Linked DNA regions of Mus musculus: regions 2, 3 and 4 are each linked to region 1. A link is a contact called in public Hi-C data. All regions are on one chromosome and are shown on one strand. The core of a region is the stretch at or near the end of the contact, and the rest is flanking DNA. Distances in the headings are between cores, read along the strand shown. Region 1 overlaps Armc3 (armadillo repeat containing 3). Region 2 has its middle 77 kb from the start of Gm33592. Region 3 has its middle 53 kb from the start of Armc3. Region 4 has its middle 31 kb from the start of Gm33592.

Region 1 (4,129 bases), core at 1,427-3,926:
ACCCTAAGCTTCAAGATGAATTCATAGATAAATAACAGAATGTCATAATGGGGGGGAGCCCCTAGATTCCCTGTCAGATGTCATTTCCAGAGAGAAGAGGTTACTGGAAGGGCCAGAATTCTGCTTGCCATTCTTAGCAGCTCAGAGGTACAAACGAGGGGTCAATTTGCATTCCATCTGTTATTTCCTAGTTGTCAAAGACAAAATTCAGATGTAAGGAAAGCAATCCTGACCATGTGACGTTTAATCCATTCTTTTTATTTTGTTTTGCCTCTTTGCTTGCTTGAAGCCTGGTTTCCCATAGCCCAGGTAAGCCTGCAACTCACTATATAGTCAAAGATGATCTTACACTCCTGATCCTGTCTCCCAGGGGCTGGGATCACAGCCACACCCCCTCATGCCCTGAGGTCTTTGTTTTAAGCATTCCAATGTTTTCAGAGGACAATGTTTTCAGAGCCCATCTCTACCTTCCAAGGAGAGCAAACATAGAGTCTGTTTGCTTAGCTTGCTTTTTTTTTTTTTTTTCCGCTTGCTTTTTTGTTGTTCAAGAAATGAAAAATGAGGAGAGGCTGAGAAGATTGGAGGAAAGGAGAGATGAGAGAGAGAGAGAGAGAGAGAGAGAGAGAGAGAGAGAGAGAGAGAGAGGAGTCTGGGATTAAAGACACAGATTAACTTCTTTGGAGAGAGCAAGAGCCTCCCGCACTTGCTGAGCAACTGGTAAGTGGGAGGGTGAGTGGCCAGGGTGGAGAGAAGTAACTAACTCTCAGAGATACTCTTAGTATCTCTGATACGGGCTGCACAGAGATACAGGGACATAGGACGGGCTGTTGTCCCAAGGTGCCTCAGTGTCCTGCCTACCTCTGGTAACCTGGGGAAGTAACATGCATCTACTTGCTCACGTGTAAAGGAACAAATGCACACAACAATGACAAGGACATTTCTCCACACGGAAGACTGCTGTAGGATCTGAAGCTACACTCTACTGGGGTACTTAGCTAAGTGTTTACCCATAACTGCCAGCTACCAGCAACGGCAGAATCTACCACGGGGAAATATGACCGTATTCCGCCATTCGTATGTGTGTGGGAAATCATCCTTTTCAGACCACCTTCCAGCCAAACAGCTGATATAAACTTGCAGGGTCAGAGTGGAGGCAGCTTCTTCAGAGATCGGATCTGAGCCTTTCCGTGTAGCTACAAATAATGAGCAATAAGGGCCTATTCCCAAGTGAAGGAAAAAGATGTAGGGGATGATTAATAATAATATGAAAAGTCAAGGGTGGATACAAAGTAATGTATAGGTTTAAACAGGCTTCAAATTAAAAGAGAAATAATGTGAGGATATCCAATCGGTTTGATAATTTCCTGTGAAAATCAGTAATGCCGGGAAGCAGACAGTACTAGCAACTTTAAAATGTTATGCAAATATCAGCCCCGCTCTGTAGGTAATAAAGGCAGCACAGATAATTTTCTAATTGAACATTTTATGAGATTCACCGAGCCTCAGAAAACTGGTAGTTAATCAAATTCAAAGTGTTTGTCGAGGTCTGGCAAGCATCAGCTGACACAGAGTAGGGATGGGGAATCAGGTGGTTTTATTGAAAACTCAGGTTTTCATTCTGAGTGCTTTTTAACTTCAGTATGACTCCCACTCCACCCCACCTCACCCCACCCCACCCCCAGCCCAATAAAAGCAAAGACAGGACACGATTCTTCTACGCAAACAGGAAGAGAGGCACTATGGGTGGATATAACAAACGGCCACTCAGTAAATTTGGATGGAAGGAATGAGGTATCCTCATAAGGATACAATGAGGACTCTTTTCTTTTGTCATTGTAATACAAAGCACTTTTATCACTTTGTCCATTGCAAATGTGTGTGCGCACCACGGCTTCTGTGTGCAGCTCAGAGGGCAACCTCTGACAGTCAGATCTTTCCACTGTGTGGGTAGGACTTGAGACTCGAACTCAGGCTTAGTGACAAGGGCCATTACCCACTGTCCAATCTCCAAGGCTCTCAAAGGACTTTTAAAGTCCCAAGCGCTTTGAAATTATTATCCTTAGTTTTTTGTTTTTGTTTTTTTAAAATGACGATCCTTTAAACAAAAGCAGCCTTCCTAAGGCAGCAATGTTATGTTGCCTCTCACTTTTATTGGGAGACTTCCAAGCTTCTAAAATTTTACAATGAATTTAAACAAAAATTAAATAATCTTTTCTATTGCCATGGGATGCATCTATTGCTCAAACGTGCTGCGTTTGTCCCTGTGATAACACAGCGAAGCAAATATTCAGTCACTGGTGGAGGAAAAAAAAATAAGAGGTGTCAAAACATTTTGAAACGACTGCACCTCAAAAAGGGACAAAGACAGACACAAACATCTGCTAACCGTGTATTTAGCAGTAGAATACTATCACAGTAAAATGCTTTCCAGATCACAATCTTTTAATAATGTTCCAAAAATATTATTTTAGGCTCACCAGAGTGTTTCAAATTAAATTAGTGTGTGTTTCATTAAAACACAGAGCGCTCGGTCCATTTTTGCCCCTCCCCCAACTCTCTCCTGAGGCGCCACTAGGGGGCAGTATGAAGACGCGGTTCTTGCCGCTGTGGGTGAAGGGAAATCGCTCAGAAAACCATTTTCTTAAGAAAAACCCGACGCGACAAAGACAATAACTGCGTGGCTTAGGCTTTAGGTCCGACCCATACATCAAGCCTATGTGCTGAGTTTGCGTCTTTCGTGGGTCGTTTCTCAGTGCAATGTTTCTTTAAGGGTTTTGAGACCCGAGATTACTTATCCTAAGTGAATCTGAGTGCTAGGGAGCCCTGGGTCTAGACAGAGTGGTAATTTTTCCTTAAAGGACTGTAGTAAACAACCGCAGCCATCTCGGAGGGTGTGTGGCGTCCCTTCCTGCAAGATATGACGGGGAGAAGGGAAGAATTGGCGTTTGGCCACTTTTAACAGATGTGTGTTGTTGTGTTCCTGTCTTCAAAATAAGTGGTCATCACTCACTCTGTTACAGCCAGCATTCTACAAGAAAATATGGCGACTCTACAGATCATCAGCCCCACATCTACAAGTTAAAAGGTATACAACGAAGTGGTAAAATAAATAAACACAGCATATTATGTTACCAGCCCCACGCCCAGCTTTATTTATTCGGGTGGTGATTTTTTTAAAGCATGAACACACACACACACACACACACACACACACACACACACACACACACACACTTTCTGCACTGGCATAGATAATACCCACTTCAGCTCAGACCATTCCTGGCTATGTGACAGGACCTGAGTCCTGGTTTTTCTCAAGGCATGCTATATACTCTTTCAATAGTATATAAAAATCTATCCTGAGGATGTATTTAAATTTTCCCCCACATATTATATATGGTTTTCTTAGACATGATAATCAACAAATAAATTTTGTAGACGTTAAAGTGATAGTATCTGTCTTCCTTCAGCTTTATTTAAAGGGGAGAAATTTTCTTTGTTTCTAGAGAAATTTTAATACCAATACTACTAAATGATCAGTCAGTCATTCATATTGACAGAGATATAGAGTCAAAGAGAGTCAAAAGTTAACAAAGCACTCAGGCACATCCGTGTAAGGCTCTCTGTCTCTGCACAGAGCCCCTTAATCATCATCAGTGTTTGTGCTCCTGGCCGCAGGTCACACAAAAGTAGAGAAGTCCCTGGAGACTTGTCTCTGCTATTTCGAAGGCTTAAGGTAGCCCAACAATTAATCGATGTATTTTTAAGTGGCCAGTTATATATGCTACAATTCAGAACTTTCTTGGGTTGCTACTTTTGTGGGAGTTGAGAAGCTATACAAAAGAACTGCAAATTCCACAGGAAAATGGGGAGAAGGGGGTCTTTAAAACTCTAGGGTCTTTAAAGCTATCTTCATGGAGCTAAGGTAAGATGGCTATGAAGAATCAGGGTCCATATAGTTGAACACAGTTGTTTGTGAAGAGTTTAACCTTAGTTACAAGTTTCCACTTTTTTGTAAGTATAAAATGATTATAGTTGTTGTTTTCAATATTTATTCATTGGTATTTACTAAAATTGTATCTTTAAAAGAGATCCTTTTAAAAAAGCCTGGTCTGCATCTATATTCATC
Region 2 (3,871 bases), core at 273-2,772, 190 kb after region 1:
TGATTTTTTTTTTAGCGTCAACTTTTAGTTATTTTAAAATTTAGCTGAAGTTAATTTGCAAATTAACAGATAGTCTGCTACGTGGCACAAGCTTTCCTGTGGTGCTGCCCTCAAGCCTGCAGCATCACCGAGTATCCCAGGTTTGATGCCCACCCTACAGCTTGTGTGGGGTCTCAGAGGTGACAGCTGTGTTGAACTGTGCTTTTGGAAGCATGGTTTTGTCCAGTCATGACGTTTTAAGACATTGCAAGGAGAGCTGGTGTTTATCTCTCTTCAGGAGGAAGACTGGGCTATCAGCTGTAGTTCAGACTCCAAAATGTCCTGATGCCCATACAAAATTTAAAGAACAGGATCGGGGAAGATGACTCGGTGAGTAAGAAGACTTACTTTGCAAGCACGAGGCCCTGAGCTCAAATCTCTAACATGTTGATAAGAAGCTGGGCATAGAGGTGTGTGTCTTTAACCACAGCATTGGAGGACAGATACAGGCAAATCCTGGAAGCTCACTGGCCAGCCAGGCTAGCTGAAACAGCCAGCTTCCAGCTCAGTGATAAACACTGTCTCCATCCAATAAGGCAGTGTACACTAGACAAAGACACCCAATATTCTACTCTATCCTGCACACTTATGCATATGAGCACACACATCCCACATGCACATATACACGCAATACACACCATACACAATAAACAAATAAATAAAAATAAAAATTGAAAAACAATTTGGGAACCATATTACATTTTCTCTTAAAAAAAATAAAAGTTATATTCTTGGGCCAGTAAGGTGTCTTAGTGGGTTAAGGAGCTTGCTGCCAAGTCTGATGACCTGAGTTCAATCCCCAGGACCCACATAATGGAAGGAGAGAATCAATTCCTGCAAGTCGTCCTCCACACTTCCACTATCTGGCACATGTGTGAAAATGCAAAGTACATAAATAAATTCAATTCAATTTTGTAATGAAAAACTTGTTTTAAAAAACTTTAAAAGAAACATTGACTTCTTTGCTTTCTCAAAATGTTAGTTCATCAGCTTTAGGCAATTTATCACCTAGCTCTTTTCCAAGAACTTACTCCATACTCTCTCACCTCCTGCCTTTCCATTGGAGAAAACAGTAAATGGCAAGTCTAGGTGTCTGAAGCCAGGCATGAGGGTTCATGGAAGGCAGAGGCAGGAGAACTGACACAAGTTTGAGGTCACCCTGGTCTTACATAAAAATCCCAGACCTGCCTGGACAATAGAGGGAAACCTCGTATTAAAAAAGAAATGTAGGGCTAAGGCCAAGGCTTTCCTTAGCCATGTTACCTATTGCTCTCCACTTTCTACTAAGGAGAGGAAATAATTTGGCTCTCTCTTCTCATTGTGTTAATTCTGAATGAGAACTTATTTTTATCATAAATTACTCACATGAAGAAAAAGACGGTTTAAGTAAATAATGAAGAAAATTTCAAATAAGCTATCTGGCTTCCTAAGGATGTTCAGCGTTTTATAAAAGCAACATTGACTCAGACTGGCATGACCACTGCAGGAAATAGTTTGGTGGTTCCCAAAAAGCAGATTTTCACTGAGTGCATGCCCCAGACACTTCTGGAATCTCTCCAAAAAAAAAAAAAAAAAAAAAAATGAAGACATGTGTATCTGAGGATTCGCTTACAGATGGTCCCAGCAGAATTACCCATGCAAGCCCAGGAAAACAGAGACAAGTGGCAAGTCTGTCACCTTTAAATGATATACAAATGGCTGTGTGTGTCCACACAGCCAGAAACTCTCCTGTGATAGAATGAAGGAGTTCTCATGCATCCAATGACATGAACGGACCACAAGAGCACTGTGCTGAATATGTACGACCTCCTGATGTAGCATTTCATTTATAAGAAGCATCTGGGGTGAAGAAAACAGACTGATCAGTTTCTGTCTGGGAGTGGAGATGAGTTGAGCCCATCTGTGAATGGGAGAAGCTGTGGGATCGTAGTAAGGACCTAACCTGGAACGGCAGTACTTACTGTCTCATTGCCCTATCAGAATACCAGTCATTGGGTAATTTATAAACCAGTAAAGTTAGTTAGAGTTGTTCGAGACTCAGCCCAAGCTTGGGCAACCACCTGCTGAAGCCTTCATCCTATGCTGTAACCTGGTGGAGGTACAGAAGGAGAAGCTGTGAACCAAGAGAAAAAACACTAGGGTCAGCTCAGTCCGGAGCACTTTGTTCTCACACTAGTGAATGCCATACAATGAGAGATGGGATAAGCTGGAATACCCACCTAACTACCTCTTAAAGGACCTTTCTACCACCCAATATCCCACAGTGGCAATCGGTTTTCAACATGAGCTTCTGAGGGGCCACATCACATTCAAACCACAACACTACTTAGAGAGCTGTCAAAGCAAACATCCCAACAACATTCCAAATGTACTGTCACAGAGAAGAGAAGCCAAAGGGTGAATCCTGGAGGCCTAGGAGCTCCGTCTTTGACACTGCCCTCCAAGGCAGAGACCAGACAACGAGAACATTCCAAACAGTTCCTGAATTCTTTTCAAAGATTTGCTTTGTGTAGTGATTTTTAAAAAAAAATGAAAAAGTGATTCTGAAATGATTATAGATACATTATACAACTGAGCAACAAATTGCTTGTTATTGTGGAGGTTCAGGGGTCTGACTGAAAACATATATACATATATGAATATGCAAGAGAAGGCAAGAAGAAGGAAAAACCTGTATGTGGGGTGAGTAGAAGAAAAATATTGGGGCATGTGTACAACTCAGTGCGAGAAAATCCTACCTGCCTGCACTGGTCCCAGGTTCCATTCCTCACCCTGCGGAAACTAAAAGGAGACAGAACAAAAAGAAAAGAGGATGGGAAGAGGCCTCATTGCTTTAACTTCTAATTTGGAGAATGCGCAAACTCCATACGAATGCACACTTGCCTGTTGGTGGGGGGATTCACCTCCCCGCCATGAGAAAAGGGAAGCCAGTGAGTAGGGGCTTCATTAAATTTGGGCACTTAAATACTTCAGTATAATAGTAAATTATCAATTATCAATCTTTGGAAAACAGGTTTTTTTCTCATGAGTTTGTACCAATAAATATGTGTAACTATGGAAAAGGAAAGGGCTTCCTTTCAAAGTAACTTCCAAGTGTGCAGTGGTAAATGAGGAGAGAGCCGCACAGGCTCTGATAACTGTCACTGACCATGGCTGAGATCCAATGGGCAAGAATTATCTATAAGTAATAAGTAGGAAAAGAGATGAGGAAGAGGAGGAGCAGATGTTTGCTTGTGCCTCAAAGAGTGTGCCCTGGTGTGCTTTTCAGTTACAAGGAGAAACAGAACAAACAGTGGCGTCTTCAGACCAATGATCAAAATCAGCATCATAAATTCTGATTTTCAGTTCAGCACAAACTGTGTTAGCCGCTCGGAAGCTTGGATGTCACCATTCTGTCCTGACAATGAAAAAGTAAATTTTAAAAAATAACTCTCTTCTTATATTTTCAAGAGAAGAAGTTATCAAATCCACGGGGAACCCGGGCTCAGAGGACCCACAGGTATTTAAGAGTCTCACCACCTAGTGCTTTACCAGTTCTCACACTGAGTATAGGGGACACAAATCTCTTTGTGTATTCAGTAGGATGAGGGAAAAAAACATGAAACCTGCCAGAAAATTCTAATTTTAATATAGTTTGTCCTCTGAAAAACACATTGTATCAGAGCCTGCCTGACTATAGGGATAACCAGATGTAATGCCTCCAACCATCTCAAACACCTTGTCTTTCCTATGGGGATACTTAAGGAGTTGGGAGTCCCACAATCCGGGGACTCAGGCAGGGACTCAGGCTGGCTGTCCCTGATTGCTCTGCATGAAGCTGCCTCAACAGATG
Region 3 (3,916 bases), core at 412-2,911, 130 kb after region 1:
GGTCATGTCATCGCTGTTGTTAACCCAACTCTACTGAACTGGACTGCTGCTGTATCCATGAGGTGTTTGCAAGTAGACCAAGCTGCCACTGTTAACCTGTGAACTGAACTGCTGATTTCCAGACAACTTAGATGGGAGTTGCTCCAAAGAATCCTTCTAAACAGATCCACTTTCTCCATATCCTTTCTTTCCCACTACCTTTGGTGAGTAGTGGGCCATAAGGGAGGTTAAAGTGTTTAAGGACCATCATTGAAAATAGGATTTGAAAAAATTAGAATTACACACCTGGGTCCCTCCCTTCCTCTGTCTCCTGTGATTATTTTGTTCCATCTTCTAAGTGGGATTAAAGTATCCTCACTTGAGCCTTCCTTCTTGTTAAACTTCTTATGGTCTGTGGGTTGTATCATAGGTACTTTTGGCTAATATGTCTGGCCTCAGTGGGAAAGAATTCACCTAATCCTGTAGAGATTTGATGCCCCAGGGAAGAGGGATATAGGGGTGGGGTGGGTGGAGGAGAAGGGAAAAAGGGATTCTGTGAAGAACTCTGGGAAGGGGGACCAGGAAAGGGGACAACATTTGGGATGTAAATAATAAAACAATTAAAAATTTAAAAATTAACGAATTAAGTGAATAAATAGTCATATGATCTTTTAGGGTTTGCAGGGATCTGTTCCATGGGTGGCACAAAATCCTAACACTACTACTGATGCTATGTTGTACTTACAGACAGGAGCCTAGCACTGCTGTCCTCTGAGGGGCTCTACCAGCAGCTGACTTAGACAGATGCAGATACTCACAGTCAAGCATTGGACTGAGGTCTTTGACCCCTATGGAAGAGTTAAGGGAAGGACTAAAGGAACTGAAGGAATAGCAATCCTACAGAAAGACCAACAGTGTCAACTAACCTGGACTCCTAGGAGCTCCCAGAGACTGAGCCACCAACCAAAAAGCATAGAGGGACAGGTCTGAGGCCCCAGGCACATATGTAACAGATTGCCTTGTCTGGCCTCAGTCAGGGATAGGGGAAAGAACTCTGTGAGGGGGAACTAGGAGGGGGCAACATTTTGGATCTAAATAAATAAAATAATTAATAGAAAAAAATCAGGCCCATCAGTCCATCCTCAGGATCATAGTGTTAGCCTTATCTTGCCTCCTCTTTCCCTGTCTCTCAGCAGAACTCAGAGCTTAGCAACATTACCTAGAGACCCTTGATAACACTTAAGGTCCCCTTGCTCTGCATGCCTTTTGGTTTCTCTTTTCTGGAAAAAAAAAAACCTCACCCGTGATGGAGTCAACTGTATGCCTCCTAACAGTCTATAGTCCCCAAAGAAAGGCACACAGCAATGCAGACTTGTCTCACCATGGGAGTATAAATCCTAGCATATGTGTTCATATCACATATCCGCTAATGTAACGGTTCTCTTAGCTCAAGGAATTATATATAGTCTGTGATATGCTTGCTATCATATAAACCTTAAGTGTCCCCTGAACGTGTGCGTGAAATCCTGGCCTCCAGAAGGCACTGCTAGGAGGTGGCAGTGGAGGTGGAGGCTTCAAGAGACGGGATAGAATTTCTGTCCACAGAGCAGTGCTCCAGACGGGCATTGTGTAGCCGCAGCCACTTCCATCTTCCCCCCTCCCTAGCCAGGAAGCAAATGGTTTTGCTTCACCATGCTCTCCTGCATCAACGTGCTGGCTCACCACAGCCCCTGAAACAATTAGGTCCGTGAGTTATGGACTGGCTGGAACCTACAAAACTGAGGAAGCTAGTCTATTCTTATCTGTTGGCCAGCTCAGATGTTTGTTATTGTAACAGAACAGTGACTTACACAGTGATGAAACTGCCTCGAGGTGGCTTCTCAGATACATCCCCATCACTGAGAGATGTGTAGCAATTTTGTTTCTGGATTCTCCAACATTACATTTTATTCCACCACTGTGCAATTCAAATTAAAAGGATATTCGGGTTTTCAGTTTGGTTTCAGTTTCTCTTGTTTTTCTGTCCACTCTTGTTGATTTACATTTAAATTTTTTTTCTCCCTAATTTCCAGACTTTGATGCAAAGGCCACTGGTGGCTGGAGCTTAGCCAGGTCGCTGTCATACCATTACAGTGGCTGCATTGTCTAGGGCAGCTCTTGCTGCTGTCAGAGCCCTACAGTCCCCTGTCCCAGCTCCAGTACAGAGTGTCCCTGTTGCTGTTTGTCTGAGCCATTGTTTCTCTGATTCTAAATTTGGCTTTACAATCTAAGTTCTATCCCAGTTTAAGCTCACACCTGTCCAAACTGACTAAGAAGGTTTGTCACTACTGTGCAAGCTGACCTATGCTTTGCTCCCTGCATGGGGGGGGGGGGGGGCCACACCCTCCTGTTTCTGTTCTCCAAGACAGAAAGAGATGCTCTTTGGGGGTACTCCGATGCACACCTAAGCAAGCTTGCAGGCTAGCTTGGCCTTACTCTTCTTTCTCATATTGTGCTCACACTAACTTCCTTTTCTTCTTCCTTGTAGCCCCAGCCTCCCTGAACTTTAACCCTGCAGACAACAGTAGTGGCGGCAGTGGCAGCAGCAGCTCCCTTCCAGTGGTTTCTGTGGGGAGCCCCTCTAAGATCTCCTTCTCTGCAAAGTCATAACTGAATCTGTCACATCCTCTTCCTTCTCCCACTCCACCAGTCCCCAGCCAGCACCTAACATACTGTCATAGCCCTTCACTTCCCCATTTTGGGAAATCTTTACTCTGAAATTCTTAGCCCCAGTTCAGGTCCCCATCCTGACTTTCAGACCACGTACACCTGATCCCTAGCAGAGGATGGGCCCTCTGGTGAGTTTTCAACTTGAGGATGGTGATAAAATGTACCCCAGCTGCCACTCTGTTCTTGCTCTTATTGAGGCCATCCATCAAGGGTTTACAGAAGGTTGTCAACACTTTATCATGAAGTAGCCTTTGTAGTAGATGATGTTTTCCAAGTGTGGCTGACTGTTGTAAGTTCTCTGAGCACATTCGATCTGAGCCAGGCTAAGATTTGGAATTACAGAAATTTTCATCATAAGGTACTTTTTTGTACTTATGATGGATTTGTTAGAACAAAAGTTCAGGCTATCTTTAATCAACACCCACTTGCAGAGTTAACCATTCACTGCTTTTGTTGCGCATGAAGGTGGACCAAGCAGAATGGGTTTCTGATTTCATAGGAATTTGGCAGGAAACTGCTTCTGAGGCAGAATCCTGCCGTGGGTTCAAGCCCTACTAACCCCGATCAGTTTGATGGAGTACCAGACCCAAGGATGCTTTCACTGCCAAGGGAAGACTGCCATCACCATCCTTCTGTGTGATGACATCTATCAGAAGTGGCAAATGACATTCCTGTCACACCAGCAGCTCAGCCAGGATATTAGTATGTGTGGTACATTCAGTACATTGCTCTTCTGAGATTTAGAAAGATAGAGGCAAAATCTTATGACTTTGGAGAAAAAAATCTTCATAGATTTCCACAAGGAAATCGCTACCTGAAAATCTAATAGAAATGTTCAGGTTCTAATATACAAATCCATTTGGTATTTAATGTTGTTTTATGAATGTACCCTTAAAGTCAGGCTCTATAATTAAATAAATGAGTGCAATCTAAGTATTAATTATGCAATGCCTATTTGCTTTGCCAAAGAAATATGATCCCCAGAAGGCTTTGGTTTTGTATTTAATTTAATTAGTGAATTTAATGCTTGTCCTCTAAATTGCTCTTCTTGTACTTTTGCTAAAGGAAGGTGGCTAGCTTGTCAGAAGGAATCACTCACGAATTGGCTAATTAATTGCTTTAATCCTTATATGATGAGATTCACATGGAGATAGAAGAGGACATTCTAAGGACAGACCAAAAAAAAAAAAAAAAGAAAAAAAAAAAAAGCCCTAATGTGAAGATCTTT
Region 4 (4,306 bases), core at 199-2,698, 240 kb after region 1:
TTAATGTTCTTTCTTTGTTGTTTAATATTGTTTCTTTGTTCATTTGGTGTTTTCATTATTATGAGACAGGAGGAATTTCTTTTCTGGTCCATCTTAGAGTTCTATATTCTTCTTGTATGTTCATGGGCATCTCTTTCTTAAGGTTAAGGACGTTTTCATCTATAACTTTGTTGAAGATATTTACTGGCCCTTTAAGTTGGGAATCTTCACTCTCTTCTATACCTATTATCCTTAAGTTTGGTCTTCTCATTGTATACTGGATTTCCTGGATGTTTTGGGTTAGGGGCTTTTTGCATTTTGCATTTTCTCTGACTGTTGTGTCAATGTTTTCTTTGTTATTTTCTGCCCCCAAGATTCTCTCTTCTATCGCTTGTATTCTGTTAGTGATGCTTGCATCTATGGCATCCTGATCTCCTTCCTAGATTTTCTAACTCCAGGGTTGTCTTCCTTTGTGATTTCTTTACTGTTTCTTTTTTTCATTTTTAGATCTTGGATGGTTTTGTTCATTTCCTTTGCCTATTTGATTGTGTTTTCCTGTAATTCTTTAAGAGATGTTTGTGTTTCTTCTTTAAGGGCTTCTACCCGTTTACCTGTGTTCTCCTGTAATTCTTTAAGGAAGTTATTTATGTCCTTCTTAAAGTCCTCTATCATTATCATGAGAAGTGATTTTAGATCCAAGTCTTGCTTTTCTGGTGTGATGGTATATCCAGGACTTGTTATGGTGGGAGAATTGGGTTCTGATGATGCCAAGTAACCTTGGTTTCTGTTGCTTATGTTCTTATGCTTGCCTCCCATCATCTGAATATCTCTAGTGCTACCTGCCGTCAATATCTGACTGGAGCCTGCCCTTCCTGTAATCCTGGTTGTGTCAGAACTCCTCATAGTCCAGCTGTCTCTATGATCCTGTGATCCTGAGATTCTGGGTGTGTCAGAGTTCCTGGGAGTCAAGCTGCCTCTGGGACCTCGACATCCTGATGTGACTAAGCTACTGGGATCCTGAGATCCTGGCTGTGTTAGACCACCTGGAATTTGTGCCTCCTCTGAGTGCTTTGGGACTACTGGCTGCAGAGTTTGCTCCCAGTTTGCACAGAGTAGAAGAAACCAGAGCCACTGGTCAGCTGGGGTTCCTGTGTCCCTGGATCCCTCTGGTCCAAGTTACTCCTGGTGGTGTTGGAACAGATGTTGTGTCCTACTCATCCCAATCCTAAGATCCTGAGTGTGCTAGAGCACCTGGGAGTGGAGTCTCCTCTTTCTCTGTCTTTCTAATAGTTTGGAAGACTGTGAGGGATGGCAGATAAATATGAAAAATTATCCAGTGGTGCAACAGAATCGGGAAAGAGGAAACTTCAGGGCGGAATCCAGTGAGGTTGCTCTCTGCATCTTCCAGCATGAGGGGAGGAAGTTGAAACCTTGAATGTAGCTGATTCTTTCTCTCCTTCTAAACTAAAACTGAAAGCTTGAAGAATTCACATGACCAGCAGGAACCAGTCACCAAGGAAGTAGCTTGTCCCCAGCATCCCCCAGTCCCTGTTTCAGCTTTGGCACTGTCCTTGGCACTGTGGGAGCTGTCTCCTTTTTCTCCCACAGTCTCTGCCGCCTGCAAAAGCCTGGCTTCTGTTCTGCAGGCCAGTCTCTGGCCTCAGAGTGACTGCACTGGGGGTGAGAGACAGCTCTGTGGCAGAACTCTCAGCAGGCAAGAGGGATGGATGCACCAATACATAGTGTTCCATAACCACATGAACTTGGGCCTCTTCCTTTAGGGACCCTTAAGGACACTGACATTTATGGAGCCAGTGTACACTAAGATGTGAGTGCCTAGCGATTCTTGCATATCCTAAAGTCATTTGTATCTTAAATGACATCCCTCAAGGGAATGAGGGGGAGGGAGAGAGAGACTGACTTTTGATGAACTGGAAAAATGGAAAAATCAAGTTTTTTTTGTTGTTGTAATTGTTGTGTTTGTTCATTATTCTTTGTTCATATCAAAGTCACGAGTTTAAGCAAGCTTTAAATTTGAAGGATGTCTGAGTGCACACAGAGGTCCCTATGAAACAAGATTCTGCATCGATTTTACAGAGTTCCTTTCATTCCTTCTTTTTTTGAAGCCAGAGAGAAACTTGGAATGTTCTTCCTGGCCCTCCCCTGCAGCCAGACAGATTCCCAGGGACCCGCTGAGACTCTGGCAGCTGAGATAAGGGATAAATATTTGTAACTGTCTGTTATTTTTAAGTCAGAAGCTGTTTATGTTGGTAAGCTTTCTAAAATTCCACCACTACATTTGTGACAAATGACACAAATGCCGAGTTAATGTTTAAAATCAAATCAAGAAATAGAACACATTCTTTTCTGAGCCACTTTACGCTTTGCTTGTTTTTGCTATTCAGAGAACATCAGAGAAGGAATGGCATGGGGAAACTAAGTATGTTTTGTGGTCCTGATGGTGGGTAGCCAGGATTTGGGGCAGGTTGAGCAAGTATTCTGCCACTGAGCTACATCACCAGTCCTGAAGGGGGTTATTTCCTTTATTTTTTATTTATTTATTTATTTATTTATTTATTTATTTTAGACAAGACTCGCTACAATTTACTGTTGTAGACAAACTGTCTGCTTCTGCCTCTTTAGTACTGGGATTAAAAGCTTGTGCCACCATGCCTAGCCTGAAAGAGATGGCTTGAAAGTTTACAAGCACATAATTTGGGAGGTTAAAAACACTGTGATATTTCTATGTCCTTTGAGCTTTACAAGAATGATCTAAAAATGATGAAAATAAGGTCTGAACCAATCCAGTATCTATGGAAGTTTGTGCATTCACATATATGCACAAGTAGATATATGAACATGAGACTATAAACACAAACACATATGTATCTATGTATAGACAGATATACATACACATTTATGTAGTTGGGTGTTTTTCTAAATCTATATCCTTCACCATTCATGACATGCTAATCTTAAGATTTTTAAATTTGTATTACATTTTGTTTAGTATATATGTCCATGCAAATGCCAGAGTGTTTATGTAGAGATTTAAAGGACAACCTGTGGGAGTCATTTCTGTCTTTCCACCATGTAAGTCCCAGGGATCAAACACTGGTGATCAGTGGTGGAATTTTAGAAATCTTACCAACATAAACAGTATTGGCAGCAAGTGTCTGTACTCACTGAGCCATTTTACTGGTCCAAGAAGACAATATTTGACTTTCTCACATTACAGTATTAACATTTTGCTATTGGTACAGGTGATCAGGAATAGCAACTATGTTTAGCACCACAGAAATGCAAAGCTAGAGTACTCATTCAGGCATGCAGCTCTATGAACCTACCCCCCTCACTTATTTTAACTTTCCAAAGAAGGAATAAATTAAGTTACTACTTCTCATGGCCTAATTTCAGAGCTAAGTCAACCAGGGACTCGACACTTGTTTTCAATACAGGCTTAGCAACAATAACCACATGCATAGCCTGCATTATTCCTACAATCATCCTAATCTAACTGTGAGAGATCCTAGTAGATGGGAAGGTGAATGTCTAGCCCAGAGGTGGTTAGGATGAGAGAGATGCCATAACAGAAAACCACGAAGCAGTTCTCCTGCTAGTATTTCTTGGAGACAGGGAATGTCGTCCTTAGTGATGGATGTTACATTAAGGAGCTGGGGAAATGACTGGCAGGAAAAATGTATTCAAGAGAGAAGAAAGAAAGACATGTGAAACCCAAGCACAGAATGGACCAATGGAAGGAGTTGATCCTACTGAATCCCAGGCCTCCATCGGCTGCTCGGGAGCTATATGACCAAGGACATGGTTCTGGCCTTGCAGAGAGAATCTCTTGTACTGAATGTAAGCGTCACCTGTCAATAAAAATTCCCTGCCACAGGGCACTAGGCTTCCTCTAGGCCCCATCACTTTGATATTGGACTCCCATCCTCTGAAACTGTAAGAAATAAATTTCTTCTCTCTCTAAATTATCTAGCCTATGACATTCTGTTACAGAAATATAAAATGGACTACGTTTAAAAACAAATCCACTTACATTGAAACCTCCATTTTCCTTATAAACTAATGCCATGCTCACATGAGAGCTCTCATGAAGATTAACATTAGATAATGTGTATAAAGGAGCTTTGTAAACTGAACATGCTAGATAAACGTGGCTGTACCTATTACAAAAATTAAAGCTGCTCAACAATGATGCTCAACCCTTATTGTAAAACTGCTTCCCTGTCATTAAATATAATATAAAGCAGATCTTTCTCGAAGCTCACCAAAGACCATTTACACAACGGAGTATCTCTGTAATGTCATT

The links. Hi-C and Micro-C count contacts between places; a contact is called where the count stands out from the background.
Region 2: a contact with region 1 is called in a Hi-C map of bone marrow-derived macrophages, with 2.7 times the contacts expected there. The contact joins two enhancer-like sites. A contact is called at or near these places in 2 of 15 datasets of contacts at CTCF or cohesin (large pre-B cells and pro-B cells) and 6 of 484 Hi-C or Micro-C datasets (the G1E-ER4 cell line, bone marrow-derived macrophages, cortical glia and 1 more).
Region 3: a Hi-C map of bone marrow-derived macrophages shows a contact between it and region 1, with 2.4 times the contacts expected there. The contact joins two enhancer-like sites. A contact is called at or near these places in 1 of 15 datasets of contacts at CTCF or cohesin (pro-B cells), 9 of 484 Hi-C or Micro-C datasets (the G1E-ER4 cell line, the HL-1 cell line, LSK cells and 5 more) and 2 of 115 datasets of contacts at active chromatin or transcription factors (bone marrow-derived dendritic cells and neural progenitor cells).
Region 4: a Hi-C map of bone marrow-derived macrophages shows a contact between it and region 1, with 24 read pairs. The contact joins two enhancer-like sites. A contact is called at or near these places in 2 of 484 Hi-C or Micro-C datasets (LSK cells and bone marrow-derived macrophages) and 2 of 115 datasets of contacts at active chromatin or transcription factors (embryonic stem cells and fibro-adipogenic progenitors).

Annotation. Positions count from the first base shown.
Region 1 is chr2:19,274,913-19,279,041 of GRCm38.p6, reverse strand. The region is part of intron 10 of Armc3 (armadillo repeat containing 3); the gene reads right to left. Among named protein-coding and RNA genes, the nearest start is that of 4930447M23Rik, 67 kb to the left of the region's middle. Within about 2 kb of position 2,676, at least 147 of the 459 cell types and tissues checked have an H3K27ac peak or open chromatin away from gene starts, as enhancers often do. A contact at or near this core is called in the G1E-ER4 cell line, bone marrow-derived macrophages, cerebral cortex and 2 more, where this site is marked.
Region 2 is chr2:19,081,907-19,085,777 of GRCm38.p6, reverse strand. No RefSeq gene overlaps it. Among named protein-coding and RNA genes, the nearest start is that of Gm33592, 77 kb to the right of the region's middle. Within about 2 kb of position 1,522, at least 6 of the 459 cell types and tissues checked have an H3K27ac peak or open chromatin away from gene starts, as enhancers often do. A contact at or near this core is called in the G1E-ER4 cell line and bone marrow-derived macrophages, where this site is marked.
Region 3 is chr2:19,144,301-19,148,216 of GRCm38.p6, reverse strand. No RefSeq gene overlaps it. Among named protein-coding and RNA genes, the nearest start is that of Armc3, 53 kb to the left of the region's middle. Within about 2 kb of position 1,661, at least 100 of the 459 cell types and tissues checked have an H3K27ac peak or open chromatin away from gene starts, as enhancers often do. A contact at or near this core is called in the G1E-ER4 cell line, bone marrow-derived macrophages, cerebral cortex and 2 more, where this site is marked.
Region 4 is chr2:19,035,538-19,039,843 of GRCm38.p6, reverse strand. No RefSeq gene overlaps it. Among named protein-coding and RNA genes, the nearest start is that of Gm33592, 31 kb to the right of the region's middle. Within about 2 kb of position 1,448, at least 25 of the 459 cell types and tissues checked have an H3K27ac peak or open chromatin away from gene starts, as enhancers often do. A contact at or near this core is called in bone marrow-derived macrophages, where this site is marked.